Linked DNA regions of Rattus norvegicus: region 1 is linked to region 2. Evidence: chromatin contacts called from public Hi-C data. All regions are on one chromosome and are shown on one strand. The core of a region is the stretch at or near the end of the contact, and the rest is flanking DNA. Distances in the headings are between cores, read along the strand shown. Region 1 holds the start of Bet1 (Bet1 golgi vesicular membrane trafficking protein). Region 2 holds the start of Vps50 (VPS50 subunit of EARP/GARPII complex).

Region 1 (7,439 bases), core at 2,674-5,173, 640 kb before region 2:
GTATGATCGTTTAACAGATTTCTTTAACAGCAAATGCTCTTGAAATGACTTTGAATGTGAGCGAATGAGTGGCTCAAATGATGTTTAGAAATGTCAACAAATTTTAAATTTTAAAACTAAAATGTTAAGGTGTCAGAGAGGCCATTTTGAAATCTAGCCTCACTATGTGGCTCTACTGGACAGCTGGCATAGAAGGAGTCATTTCGGAACCACAACCAGGACTTAGTAACGGGCCTGAAGCAATGGAAGAGAGAAACATCTTGGTGTAGTGTTACCCTAGCAACAGTGCTGTGTATAGCAGCAGTGTTATCCTCCAACATCCCAATCCATCCCTTGGGTCTGCTAAGGTCATGCCTATCTTGAAGACCATGTTTTACTACCTGGATTGATTAAATCACAGGAACTTCATTTATATATGTATTCTTACTTATAGAAGCCACTTATTCTACTTACAAACCAGCTTGGTTGGTGGTTTGTGAAGAGTGTGCCTCATATAATTCTGCCTTTTCTTTCCTTTCCTTTGGATATCATATCTATGAACTGACAACTACTTTCTCCCCTCTCAATGTCACTGCTTTTTAAAATTACACACACACACACACACACACACACACACACACATATATTTCCTTTTCTTCTTCCAATTATGACCTTGAATAATAATTTTTTTTCCTAAGACAAGTGCAAGTTCATGGGTATGCACCCAAGGTAGCTAACCTGTGCTCTTACTCAAGCCACCACACTTGTTTGGTGTGCCTCACTCAGTCATTGTTCTGAAATTCTTAATGATTTTGCCTTTGACCTTGTATTATGCAAATGAAGTCTAATGGAATAATAGAACATGTTCATGTGCAGAGCATATATTTGTAATAAGTGTTTTTATTGTTCTTCATTAATGTGCTCTGAATTCCAGGAGCCCTCTGAGTTGTCAAAGTTTGGGAAAATACAAAAGAAACAAGATAAATACCGCTAGTTTGTACTCCAGTCGGGACACGTGTAGTCCCCATAGTCACTTGTTCTACCTGAATCAGAGCTTGTGATGAGAGAAGTAAATCACCAATGTTCTCTGTTACATCCCCCTTACTCCTCTCACATTTCGTGTTAGTTGAATTGAAACTGACTACATAGCAATATAAACAAAGACTGTGGAACTCAGGCTCCCTTTTCCTTTGAGCCACCAAACCACAGGAAGCTGAAGGCAGGGCATTAGTAGATTATGTGTCTATTACGATGTAGTGTGGGTAGTGAGATGGTTCAGCAACTAAGTGTACTCACTGCAAATGACCTCAGTTGATCTCCTCAGGACCCACATCTTAGAAGAAAAGCACCAACTCCCAATAGTTGTTCTTTGACATCCATACACAGGTAATCACAACCACCCCCCACACCAAATGCAATTAAATTTGAAGTGTTATATGTTCATTTGATGAATGGTTCCTAGTGTTCTGACAGGAATAGAATATGTACTCACCTGCATGCCATAAAGCACAAGTTTTAGTGATTTCACATATTCCATTTTTTGTTTGTATTTGAAATTGCCATTGAATAATATAAAGATTACATTTATGCTAATAACTAGACTTTCCTCATTAGAAGTATGAATAGCAATTTAAATAGCATGATGTTGAGGTATCTTGGAAAGACGAAAAATGTTAAACTTTAGTAGTTTTAATCACAAACATTATTTTAAATTAGAGGGACTGCATTTTTAACTGCATTTTCTATAAGGAAAACAAACTGTTTCAACTGTCTCATGTTATATAGATTTTCATTGTCTAGGATGGCTTTGTGTTTTCTGGACTGAATTTGAAACTTAAACATAGTTCATTGCCAGGAAATCTGTTTAGTGTCCAAATAAAGAACTTACAAACTATATTTTGTCCCATACTCTCTTGGTAAATCAAAAACTATTTGATTTTTAGTCTATATTTTTATGTTCAGATGTAATGCTTGAGGTATTGAATTTGCTACTTGCATGGAAAAATTTAATGTTTATTTAACAAGTTTTAAGAGCTTTGTATTTTATCAATCCCTTGGTTTGGATGTGGGACCGAGATAGGAAAAGACACTGTAGTGGACAAAAGTCAACCAAATAGAAGAAACACAAAATTCTATTTTAGTCAAAAAATTGGGGGATTTTTCTGTCCATGTTCTTGGTTTTGTAAGTATCACCAGAACATTTAATTTTATCTTGTCATCTTTAGTTAACAATCTCCCAATGACAGCCAAGAATTACATGTTTTCTGCATGATTATCTCTGAGAATAGAGACGAAATTACTGATGCAATTCATCACCAAGTCAATAAAGCAAGCTAGAGATTTTTAACTTAGAATTTTAAAAGTACAAAAAAAATGGAAAAATAATTCCACTCTCTGCCAACTGTGATCAGGATCAGTAATTATTTTTCTGTAAATTAAATCTACTTTGTGCCTCATTTTTTGAATATCAAGAGTTTGGTATGGCAAGAAGGATGGACAGTCACAGAAAAAGGAAGTCTATCGTTTCTCTCATTGAATTATATCTTCCCCAGATCCATCATCATTTAATCGCATTGCTTTTGGAGAATGGCGGCTTACTTTATCTTTATGAAGACTCTTTTAATGCTATTAAAGTTTATTTTCCCAGTTAATATATCACATTGTAAATCATTTCATGTGTATTTTACAGACACTGTCTTAAGGCAGAGACTTAAGCTGTAATTATAGTCAATGTTTAAGTTGGGAATTGACTTATATGATCAGTGTTTATAATGTATACTTTATAATAATAATAGTATAGTAGTTTCAGAAAGCTCTATTATAAATACCACATCACTGCCATACAGTAGCAACACAACTATATTAACATGGGCAGTAAATAACTATTGGCTTCAAAAAACATTATTTTTGTGTAACCTTGTAATGATCCTTTGATATTAACCACTATACTTCCACGCATCCTAACAAACTTTTAAGCCCATAATTGGACCCCATGCTCCACCCAAACAAGTATTAGGTATTTGTGTGTATTTGGGTTTTTTTCTGCCCATGTTCTTGGTTTTGTAAGTATCACTAGAACACTTAATTTTATCTACCCACTCCTCTTTGTCTATCTTTCCCTCTCCTGGCAGGATGAAGTCTGCAGGCCTGGGTAAGAAAGAGCTGAGGTTCGAAGTTTGGGGACCCTAGAACCTGCTGAGCCAGGAGTAGGGGCGTGGGAGGAAACTACTGGCCTTCTGTCAATGACTTTGGGGTTTGAAATACGCAAGTTATTTGCGTTATTTAAAAGGTCCCTAAGTAGGAGGGAGTGTTTAAAAGCTAAACATCACGGTTCTTTCCAGACATAGAGCAAATGCATTAAACGAGGAATGAGGAATGAGAGACTCCCCACTTCCCTACCAGATGTTCTACTGCGAAGATACAGATTTTTTTTTTCCCTTTCTATTCCACTGGGCAGGATCAGGAAGTAAGAGGATTGATCTTCCTTTAATGCTAAGAGGCTCAGACAGTATAGATGAGACTCTCGAACCAAGTTTGCACTGACTTACTCTCCTCGGACTTTGGGAGTGCAAGGGAAAATCAAGAAAGATGAGTCACCATCATCCAGGCCAGGGAGGAATAACTCTCCCCGGCTAAAGTTGGCACTAACATCATAAAGTCCCTTACTGGCAGCTCTGGAAGAGGTAAAGACCCAGACTCACAGGACTAGAGCCACAGCAGCAGCCTCTGCCCTTCCGGAAACCCCACCCGCTTCAGACTTGGTTCCTACCACGCCCCTCTTACCCTGTGCCCCAGAAGCCCGAAGACTACATTTCCCAGAATGCAACTAAAATCTCATTGCAGGGCGCCTATATGTGTCCGGGTGACGACATAAACCGGCGCGGTGTTTAGACTTTACTGATGTCGTGGCGCTCTGAGGCAAAAAGTTGTTTCTCTGAGGAGCCTTAGGACTGAAGCCGAGGTTGGGTGACCCTGGCCCTTTCCTACCCACTCTTCCTTGCCCTCCTTCCCCTCTCGTGGCAGGATGAGGCGTGCAGGCCTGGGTAAGAGCAGTGCTGAAGTTCGAAGTTTGGGGACCCGAGGACCTGCTGAACCGGGAGTAGGGGCGTGGGAGGAAAACTACCGGCCTTCTGTCAGTGACTTTGGAGTTCCAAAGCGAGTTGTTGGGTTCTTTGGAGAAGGTTCACATCATTTGTCCCAGTTACGAGCGGTTTCCTTAAGTTGAATTTAGACGAAAGTTTAAACCTATATGATACGTTGCACAGTGGTGAGTTGGTTAATAGTCTTAAGTTTTTCTTTCTCTATATGCTAGTTTTTGGGGAGTAGCCCTATTTCCCAAGCCTCGCCGTTTCCTTTGCTTTACTCATTCAGGATCTTACTACTACTACTACTACTACTACTACTACTACTACTACTACTACTATTACTACTACTACTACTACTACTACTATTACTACTACTACTACCATCACCTCCTCCTCCTCCTCCTCCTCCTCCTCCTCCTCCTCCTCCTCCTCCTCCTCCTCCTCCTCCTCCTCCTCCTCCTTCTCCTCCTCCTCCTCCTCCTCCTCTTTTTTAAAGAAGTGACATTTGGGGAGTGGGTATTAAGCTTTTAGCACAGCAATAACGATGTGTTAGTATGGTAACAGTGAGTTACAAAGGTTATGTGTCATTGCTAGCATTGCTAGAGTGCCTGTTGTGAAAGGTCTGGCGATTTACTTGGAACGTTTCTGAGCTAGACCTTGCCCTACTGCTAAGGCAATAGAAGATAGTTTTGATGACTTAACACTTGTTTTTGCCTTTATGGATCAGGGAAAGGAATAACCTAGTAATTACAGAAAGTAATTAGATTACTGTTTTCTGGTTCTGAAGTTCTTTCTCAATAATGTTTTAAAGAAGAAAGGGCAGAATACTTGAAAAAAGTGTATGAAATATTAAAAAGGATGTTGCCATTCTGTCATAAATTGGAATAATTAAAACAGTTTTAAAAAGTGTAATGTGTTTAAAGCCAGTAAATGGACACACACTTGAAATTAGGTAAGAAAAATAAATAAAGCCTCTTTTTCAACTCACAATTCACAGCTTGTTAGGATTTTTAATTTTATAAGAAGTTATACAATATTTATGACAGTGTGAAGACATAGTAGTATTTTTAGTAAGGTTGGTTGTAGGAATAGAATGAGCCACTGGAAAATAAGGGCAATGAAAGGTGTCAATAATATAGATATACAAGTTGCATGTGAAGGAATTTGTAAATTTAGCTGCACTCTTTGAAAGAAAGTAGTCCATCTCAACCTAACAAACTACTTTCAAACAAGATTAGTCACCTGTGCCTAAATTTTTCCATCACTAACAACATTAGACATTTATTGTGATATACCATGTGCTTCCCAAAGCTTCCAGTGTTACCAAGGGGAAGAAGACAAATTGCTTCTGAAGCAGATGACAAAATTATGATCCAAGGTGGTAACTTTTCATTCAGTACAAGTTAAGTTCAACAGATAGTGAATGCAGTAGCAATTTCATTATAAATGGCTCACTGTGTACCTCCTGAAGCCAGGGGAACTTGAAGGATGCCGGTGACAGTGACGATTGAGAGAAGTAAGTCCCAGGTGGGATGATTCAGAGTAGCCGTGAATGATGTGTACAAGAGATTGTAGTGAAGTCACCCTGAGTGAAGCTAGGACCCGGAGGCATTCCAGAGGTCTTGGTCTATTCAAGGAGTTTACACTTCGTCAGGCCAGTGACCTATTGGAATTTTGTTTGTGCATACTGTTTTTAATACATGCAAGTCACGGACTCGACAGTAGGTTTCTACCTCTGACTGAATGTGAGAATTACTCAGAAAGATGTTAAATTAGTTTTTCAATTAAATTAGAATCATCAGGCTTGAAATGCAGTGAGAAGAGGGGTAATTATTTGGTTAAGTATGTATCATTTAAATTGGTGTTAAATAATGAAGATTTTTAAAACTACCATAGTGTGTTGACCTGAATTTGAAATTTGAAAGAATGGTGAGTCTGATAGGCGTTCACATGTAAAACCTGCCACATTACACATGAGCTGTTAAATGAATCGACCTGATTATTGATAGAACCTGCTTCAAGGAAGCAGCACTTTTCAGAAATTACGTCAGCTGACGATGACCTTCAAGACTTGCCTTTCAACAGTTCTTTATAGTAGTAATTAATTCTCACTGAAAACTTAGGTCTCATTCATACTCAGGAATGGTAACTGTAGTATTTTATTTTAGCTTAGTTTGTTTCATTTTTCTGTTTGTGGGTGGAAGATGGTGCGAAGAAAGATCAAATTTGCAACTGCATTAAAAATTTCTGGATCAAAATTTAGTCACAGGGTTGGGGATTTAGCTCAGCGGTAGAGCGCTTGCCTAGCAAGCGCAAGGCTCTGGGTTCGGTCCCCAGCTCCGGAAAAAAAAGAAAATTAAAAAAAAATTTAGTCACTTTAATTAAAATGATTTAATCTCTGGACCTAATGAGATAATCTGTTAAAGAACAAAGTGGAAGAACTCTGAAATTAAATTTAAGATAGGCCAGAGAGTCAAAACAAAAGAAATAAAACAAAATAGCCATTAATTTTGGACAAATTCATTGATGAAATTGTCCAGTGATTAACTTCATCCAGAATTACTTACTGGACAATATGTCATACCTGGATCCTTAGTCACATAAAACAAGTTAAAGATCTTAGTACACAGTATATTTTAAGTGTTGGTTTTAGTTGGTGAGTGGGGAAAAATGATTATGCCCAGTCCGCCAGCTTTTAATCTGTTTGAAAATGTGTGGAGAAATTCAGGGAAAGCATGCTAGCCAGTATGTGTACAACAGTCCCCTCTGTTTGAAATCTTTAACATTTTGTTGTGGCTTTTGTACAGGGAGAAATATAGGCATCTGACACATAGAGAGTGCTCATTATATGCAAGAGCATAGAGAAGCATGAGACAAAGTTGGTTAACCGCAAAGGAAAATTGTCCTTTTTAGTTCATTTATAAGTATTTACATAAGTACTGTTGTGTGTGTGTGGGGGGGTGCCTGTGTGTTTATGGCGATCTAGAATGATCAATGAATAAATCTAGTTAATGCTCTTACAGTTCAATGTAGAGGTCAGTGTTGATGTTATATAGTCAGAGTTATAAGGATTCAAGAGTTTTGCTACTTCAATAAAATTAAATTGTGCTATGCTTTGAAAGAGTTTCTTATTCATGCACACATAACTAACTGTCCTTCAGCTACTAGATTATTGCTACCTACTCTGTCCACTGTTACTATGATTGTTCTTAGTATCAGTGCTACTGCATTTCTGTTTGAGCCCATGGTCACCTATAGCTTTAAGGGTATCTCTTTCTTCTGGCTTCCTATGTCACTAAAGAATATGCTTCCAACCATGGACAATCTAGTCCCTTTAATACATACTACACTCTTCGTTCTTCTGCAGTCCCAATA
Region 2 (6,810 bases), core at 2,539-5,038:
ATAAAATTCAGCATCGATAGAATTGCCTTTCTACTTTCTTTTATTTTTGTTTGTGAGCCTAACCTTTAGTGGTGGAGCCATTTCTCCAGCCCAAATCAATTAACAATAAAGACACTTCGATTACAGCTATGAACCTTTTATTCCTCTTATGAAACTAGCGATTATGTCCTATTAGACCAAAATGACATTCGCAGCCATTTGTGTTTCTTTCTCTTCGTAGACAGACTTGAGTGATTGTCATTTCTCTCCATCTCTCTCCCTAATATAGCTGACGAGCCCAACCCACCCAGAATTTCTCCCCACCACTTCACAAGGAGTACCATTGTCAGGGCAGGAGAGAGAGCTCAACACTTAAGAACACTGACTGCTCTTCCAGGAGACTTGGGTTCAATTCCCAGGACCCACATAGCAGCTCACACTGTCTGTGACTCCAGTTACAAGGGCTCATGTCACAGAGACACAAATGCAGGGAAAACACATAAATAAAAATTAAATAAATGTATATAATATAAACTATAAAAACAAGAAAATCTTTTTTTAAGGAGAGGGAGAAAGTCAAAGGAAAAAAAAGAGAGAGGAAAAGATGGAGGGAAAGACATAGAAAAGGAGAAAGGGAGGGAAGGAAGGAGGGCAGGCTATTCTTAGGTCCCCCAAGCTGTTCCGTCCCAAAGCTGACTCTCACTCAAGTCTGACCTGGTGGATCTAAAGCATCTTTTAAATCCTTGCTTTTTTATGTTTTTCTTTTTATCCAAATTCATTAAGTATGTATTAAGCATCAGGCTGCTACAAACCTCACACATCACTGACAGCTCCTTCATGCTCTGCACTGCAGAATCCATCTCTTAATATTAAATGAAAAGAGCAGTTTGGACTTTTCATATTATCTACAGTCAGTCCACTTAACTTCAGCCAATGCTGTCTGCCAGTCTGTCTGTGTTTGGCAGCTATAGACTTTTAATTCCTGAAGGTTTATCTATGCCTGAGATTCCTACCCATAAACTCAGACCCACTTGTCAAAGTGTCTATTTAATATCTAAGCAGCCTTCATATAAACAAGTTTAAAAACCTCTTCCCTCAAATCACTGCCTCTCCAGTGTCCTTCATATCCGAAAGTGACAGGGGCTGAACCAACTTGGGCCACCCTTGACCCCTTTACACAACACATGAGGAAATTTTCCTAGCTCTACGTTTACAACAGGTCCACAATCCAGGAGCTTCAGTGCATGTCCACCACTAGCACCCTGGATAAGGCCTGTCCTCTATACCACCTGGATCACTGCAGTAGCCTCTGCAGTCTCTCTATTCTTGTTCTTCTTCCTTCTTAAGTATATTATTAAAACGGAGGCCAAAATGGCTGTATGCCATTTCACTCAGAACAAAAGTCATGGTATGCTATGACTTGTAATGTTTGGTGTTACCTGGTTCCTGCCTTTAGATCAATGTCTTCACCCTGACCTCATCTTCTAAGGCCGTTTCCTTTATTCCCTTTACTCTGCCTACACTCAACTATAACATTTCCTGAATTTGTTCTTCTTCTGCTGGTATCCACTCATCCAGCTCACCTCCTCAATTCTCTCCAGCCTTTGTATTATCTTTGCACTAAAGCTTTCTATGACCAGCCGATATCTATAAATATAATTGATCTTAAATTGTCAAACCTCCCAGGCCTTCTTAGTTCCTTTTCCTCAAACATTTTCGTCACCATGTCTTCCTTAGCATTGTCTATTCTATTCATTGCTGCCTCTCCCATTCCAATCTGGAATAGTGCCTGGCCCATAATGCTCAATTCAATTTGGCAGAACTGAAAGAACAGAGGCCAGCATAGAGAGAAATGATGAGTCATACCTCTCATCTACATAAGGCCAGTTAACAAAAGGCATCCATCCCTGTGAACCTTTTGCAAAAAAAAAGATCAAAATGGTGACTAAGCAAGATAGAGAACATAAATAAAATTAAAATTTCAAAAACCAGAATCTCATCTCTTTAATATGCATCAACAGCATAACAATAAAATATGTATAATTGAGCCTTAAACATATAATTAGAACCACACATTTGCATAAACCTAACTTTGCGTCACCAATTATACAGTAGTTTCTTGTATATGTCCTAAAGATGTTTTTTTCCTCTCCAACTAAACACAGATATAACCTACTATAATTCAATAAACTGTGTGAGGCTTAAGAATTTGCACTTTCTGCAGTCAGCATTACATTTATAAACATGAATATATTATCATCAGTTTTCTGGAACTGTTTGGTTCTTCTCTTCCACTCATTTTCATAAAGTATACACCTATGATACTAGGCACCGAATGGAAGAGAGTACCAACCTCAGAAAGAAAAAGTCCAAATGCAGCAGTCCAAGGCATTTACAAGTGGTATGATAGACAATGGACTATGTTGCTTAACAGGAGACCAAGCAGACAGAAAGCAAAACCAGAATGTAGTCATCTAGCACTTGAGTGGCTGCAAGTCAGCTCGTGACTGTCTTCTGCTTTCTCTCCTCCTACCTCAGGATGAAAAGCCTCCAAACCAATTCTCAAGTAAGAAGCAGCAGGAAACACAGCCCCAGCGTGCAACAATGTGAAAGATTGCTAAATGTCTCTACTTGCCTACTTGTTCGTTTTATTATTCACAGAACGTCTTTCCTAGTTTCTCAACCCCAATCAAGAAAAGAAAAAGCATTCTGCAAGGATCATGTAGGTACTGTCTATTAGAAACTATATGTAACTGTCCCACTATCACTAAAATTCTGAAACCTTAAGCAGGACAAGAAGTCTTTTGACTTATTACAAGAATTATAAGTAAAGATTTAAAGAAAGGACTCTACCAACATTTCTAAGCCACCCTTATTTAAAAACTCATCTAAACTATGCTTCTTTCTTATTAAAACAACGATACAGTAGCTAAAACTGCTACAGTCAAAGGAAAGGTTTCGAAAATAAAATGTTCAATAAATACCTAAAAAATAAATCTCTTCGACTTCAACCCTAACATACATGAGACAAGATGAAGTAGTCTTATTCGTGAATTATCATTGTGGCAAAAACATAAAAAGATCATTGTTTTGCCAGGACATTTATTATGTTTTTAAGTAGCAATACACAAAGAATGTTCATATACAACGCGTGCTTTGAGATGGGTTGGGGGATAGAAAAGGAACTGTCATTCCCATTTTTACATCCAGAAAACAGGTACAAGGTTTGGGGAGCTGCTTCCAAAGCACAACACTACCATGCTGCCTACAAATAGCCCTGTCCCTTCACCCTCCCTCTTTTCGAGTCTTCTGTATTGCATAGACCCCACCTCACTTTCCAGGGCACCTACTGGCAAAACACCACCAGTGAGGACGAGGGGATGCTGCAAAGCAGCTGAGGCTGTCCTGGAAAGGAAGCTAAAGCAAATGAGGAGAGACAAAGACAGCCCAATTCCCTGATTGGCTTTGTCTAAATGAATGTGTGTAGGAAGACACTTCCCACAAAGAGTCGAGGTCGCATCTAGGAAGCTCAGGTAAGTTCTCCAGGATACTACTTAGCTGCCCAACACCCTTGAGACCGGCCACCCACTATAACTTAAGTCTCCGCCCACCGCCACACGGGAACTGGGCGTCTCGGCTCCTCTCCCAGCCGGGAGCGGGAAGCTCTTTGCTTCGGACAACAGAACTCACCTGCCGGGTCATAAGAGATTTGATTTTTTGCATGTCGAACTCGAGAGACGATTACCCTGCCGCTGGGAAGTAACAAATCACTTAAGACCACCCAACAGCCAGCTACAACACAGGGAAGCCATAGTGAAGTAGTCACGTGGAGCTGCGCGCCTGGGTCAGCCTTCCTTTCCCTGAGCATGATGGGAAATGTAGTCTTCCGGCTGCAATCAAAGAAGGAAGCCAGCCTCAGTACTACATTTACCAAGAAGCAACGCGTCAATGAACTTCGAATCTTTTTAGTCCAGCGTCAGTACCTGGACACGGAAGAGGATTGGGCGTGACGATTACTTAAGACCTAGATAGTCTGGCCACTGAACTAAACAAACTCTGACAAGACTTTGTCAAGACGCCCTCTAGGAGTGTGAGAGAAAGTACATCTGGAATAGCAGGGCGAGGAATGAGACTGAGAGACTGACCTCCATAAAGAGCACTTTGGACAGGAGATCTAAGACGTGGAATTTCCCCAAGGGCTCTAGGTGTGCCCTGAAGAAAGTGGGAAACAGTACCCCTAAGATACTGATGGCCAGCCATAGGTTCTTTTTCATTCTTGACATTCCCTGTAAACGTTCTAGCAAATTCAAAGGAATTCGTCTACCCCCATCTATCATTTTTCTACCTGCTTTAGCAAAGGCAAGTTGTGGCAAATGTCAGTAATTATGAGAGCACGTGTCACTTTAAAGTCCTGGTCTTGTCATTAGTGGTATAAAGGAGAAAGTAACAGGGGAACTTTGGTATAAGAGACAGCAAAGCCAGAGCTAATAATAATAGGTAACAATGAAAATAACGAATTAGGAGGAACTTCGTTAATGGCTTCATGTACATGACCTCATGCATGTATTTGCATGAGCATCTTTTCCTTGGTTTTTTTTTATGTGTGTATTACGGGATTTTTTTTATACAATATTTTCTGATCATGCCCCCACCTTCTCACTTCCTCACACTTACTTTCTCACTCTAGAAAACAAAACGTGCAGACAAACAAACGAAAACACTAAAAAGGAAAGAAGGAAAAACACAAGAAACACACCCCCACAAGCCAGTATACATGAACATCTTCTGGAGTTACCATCATGTTTAAAAAATTAGTGAAACGGGTGTGGAGAAGTTAAGATACCTACCTAAGATTGTTACGGAGGTGTAACCTGATTACTCAAATGCTTAAAGGTTCCCAGTACTATGCTGAGGAGTGATCCCTAAATCACGACACTGTGCAGAGGCTTAGACACTAACACAGAAATCACATATGCAGTTGCCTCCTCTAGTGGCTACATCCTGCAGATGTAGTTCTCTTCAGAATTACAGAGTTAGTTATAATAATAAATGCTTTCCTTCCCCAGTTCATCTTCAGTACAACCATCCATGTGATCTTGAGGATTTCACCAACTCTCCTCCATTGTTCTCCAAGTGTAAATAATTCTAGTAAGGGATCCATATTAAAGATTACGGCTGCTTGAAAGGCTTGTAGTAGATGTTCACTGGGCAAAACAAAACCAGCCTAATAATTTAAATGAACAGGAAGTCATGTGTGATTGGCGAGGTCAGAAAGCAGCCCTGCCTTAATCTGCATGCCCCCCAACACACACACACACACACACACACACACACACACACACACACACACACACACACACACTTCCAGTGACTACTTATACTCCTATTAATGTAATCATCATGGACAGAAACGGCTTTAGTGCATTCATTTTTAAGGCAAATATAACTAAAGTGAGTAAACAATGAGGATATGGAAGGTTTTGTTTTCTTACAGAAACAGATGGTAGATTATCAACTGTGCTATGAGATACTGTATTAAGACAATGCAACCCCACCTCCAAGTCCCAGAGAGGATCTCATCATATACCCCAGACTGCCTTCAAACTCAGAGCTCTATCTGCCACTGCCTCTGAGTGATGCCATATGTCGCGGAGAATTTTTCCTTTTCTGAGAAAACCCTTTGGAACTATTTTTAGGAATTCTGACAGTTTGGGAGCTCTTGAGGTTAAATTTGCCTGTATGATTACAATGTAAAACTCCCGAATTCACACTCTGTCAAACATTTATTTGCCTACATACCACTAGAGGGCGCGTGGTCAAGGTGTACAGTTCTTGTACAAACCGCACATGTAATGCAAAATTTTTAATGTATATAATGACACAAGAATGGACCGCTCTTGTACTTAAGTCCTTATTAAAACACTTACTATTTCTTTCTGTCATGAAAATGCACATTTTAATATAAAATGAGGAAAATACTGGAATATTTATAAGTCTTTTAAATGCTGTATATTTGACACTGGAGACACCCCTCTGTATTGTCTTTGCCTCTCACATCTTGTCAAGGATCCTGAAACCCTCCTAATGAGCCATTTTTTGGTTTAAGAACGATATGAAGGATGATCTTATTTAATAGGAGCAGCTTGTATTAAGATTGATCTAAATGGGGTGAGGGAGCTTGGTGATACCTGTTTAAGCCCTGTGTTTTTTTCCCAATCGGATGTTGTTCAGTCCGATATGAAAATTTGTGTGCATTGATTAAGGAATATCTAAGGTATGGAACATTGTAAAGCAACTGACCTGTGGGGTTTCCCAACAGTAGTATTTAGACATGCGGCCTTTAGACGCGTCCTCGACAAGTTGGGAACATTGCTGTAAAGAGTATGTCCAAAGTTGGTTTCCAGAATAACAATTGTTCCTTTTTTATTTTTAATAATATTTGAATAACAGTCTTCATTTAATCAGTTAAAATGAAAAACTATGCCTTCCCGACTCCCAAGCCCCAATCACTGAATTTCTTCAGTGGGACTTCCCTGTTAAAAATAATTGCTCCTGTTGAGAACTCTACTGTCTTCGAGTCAAATTTTTCTGTATATGTTCCATTTCATGGAGAAAGCTTGGTCCAGAGCCTTCCTACCAATAGTCCACTTGGAACTTACCAACTTAAGCAAAGTTCTCAGACCACCTGCTTCCACGGTCATGAAAGGAGCTAGAAGATTTAACCAGAACACACAGGCAAGACTTTTATGGGTTATTGATTCACTTCCTCTAGGCCTCAGCTGAGACAATATGGCCTCAGGTATTATCTGTTAGTGTAAGCTATACATTACA

Evidence for each region. A called contact is a pair of places that touch in the nucleus more often than the background predicts.
Region 1: a contact with region 2 is called in a Hi-C map of liver, with 6 times the contacts expected there. The contact joins the promoter of Bet1 here to the promoter of Vps50 in region 2. A contact is called at or near these places in 4 of 12 Hi-C or Micro-C datasets (the A7r5 cell line, frontal cortex and liver).

The regions. Positions count from the first base shown.
Region 1 is chr4:33,077,646-33,085,084 of GRCr8, reverse strand. It overlaps Bet1 (Bet1 golgi vesicular membrane trafficking protein), which reads left to right and starts at 3,923. Exons shown (of 4, transcript NM_019251.2): 1 at 3,923-4,022. The coding sequence starts at 4,004.
Region 2 is chr4:32,436,127-32,442,936 of GRCr8, reverse strand. Vps50 (VPS50 subunit of EARP/GARPII complex) reads right to left here and starts at 3,788. Exons shown (of 28, transcript NM_001173511.1): 1 at 3,670-3,788. The coding sequence starts at 3,702.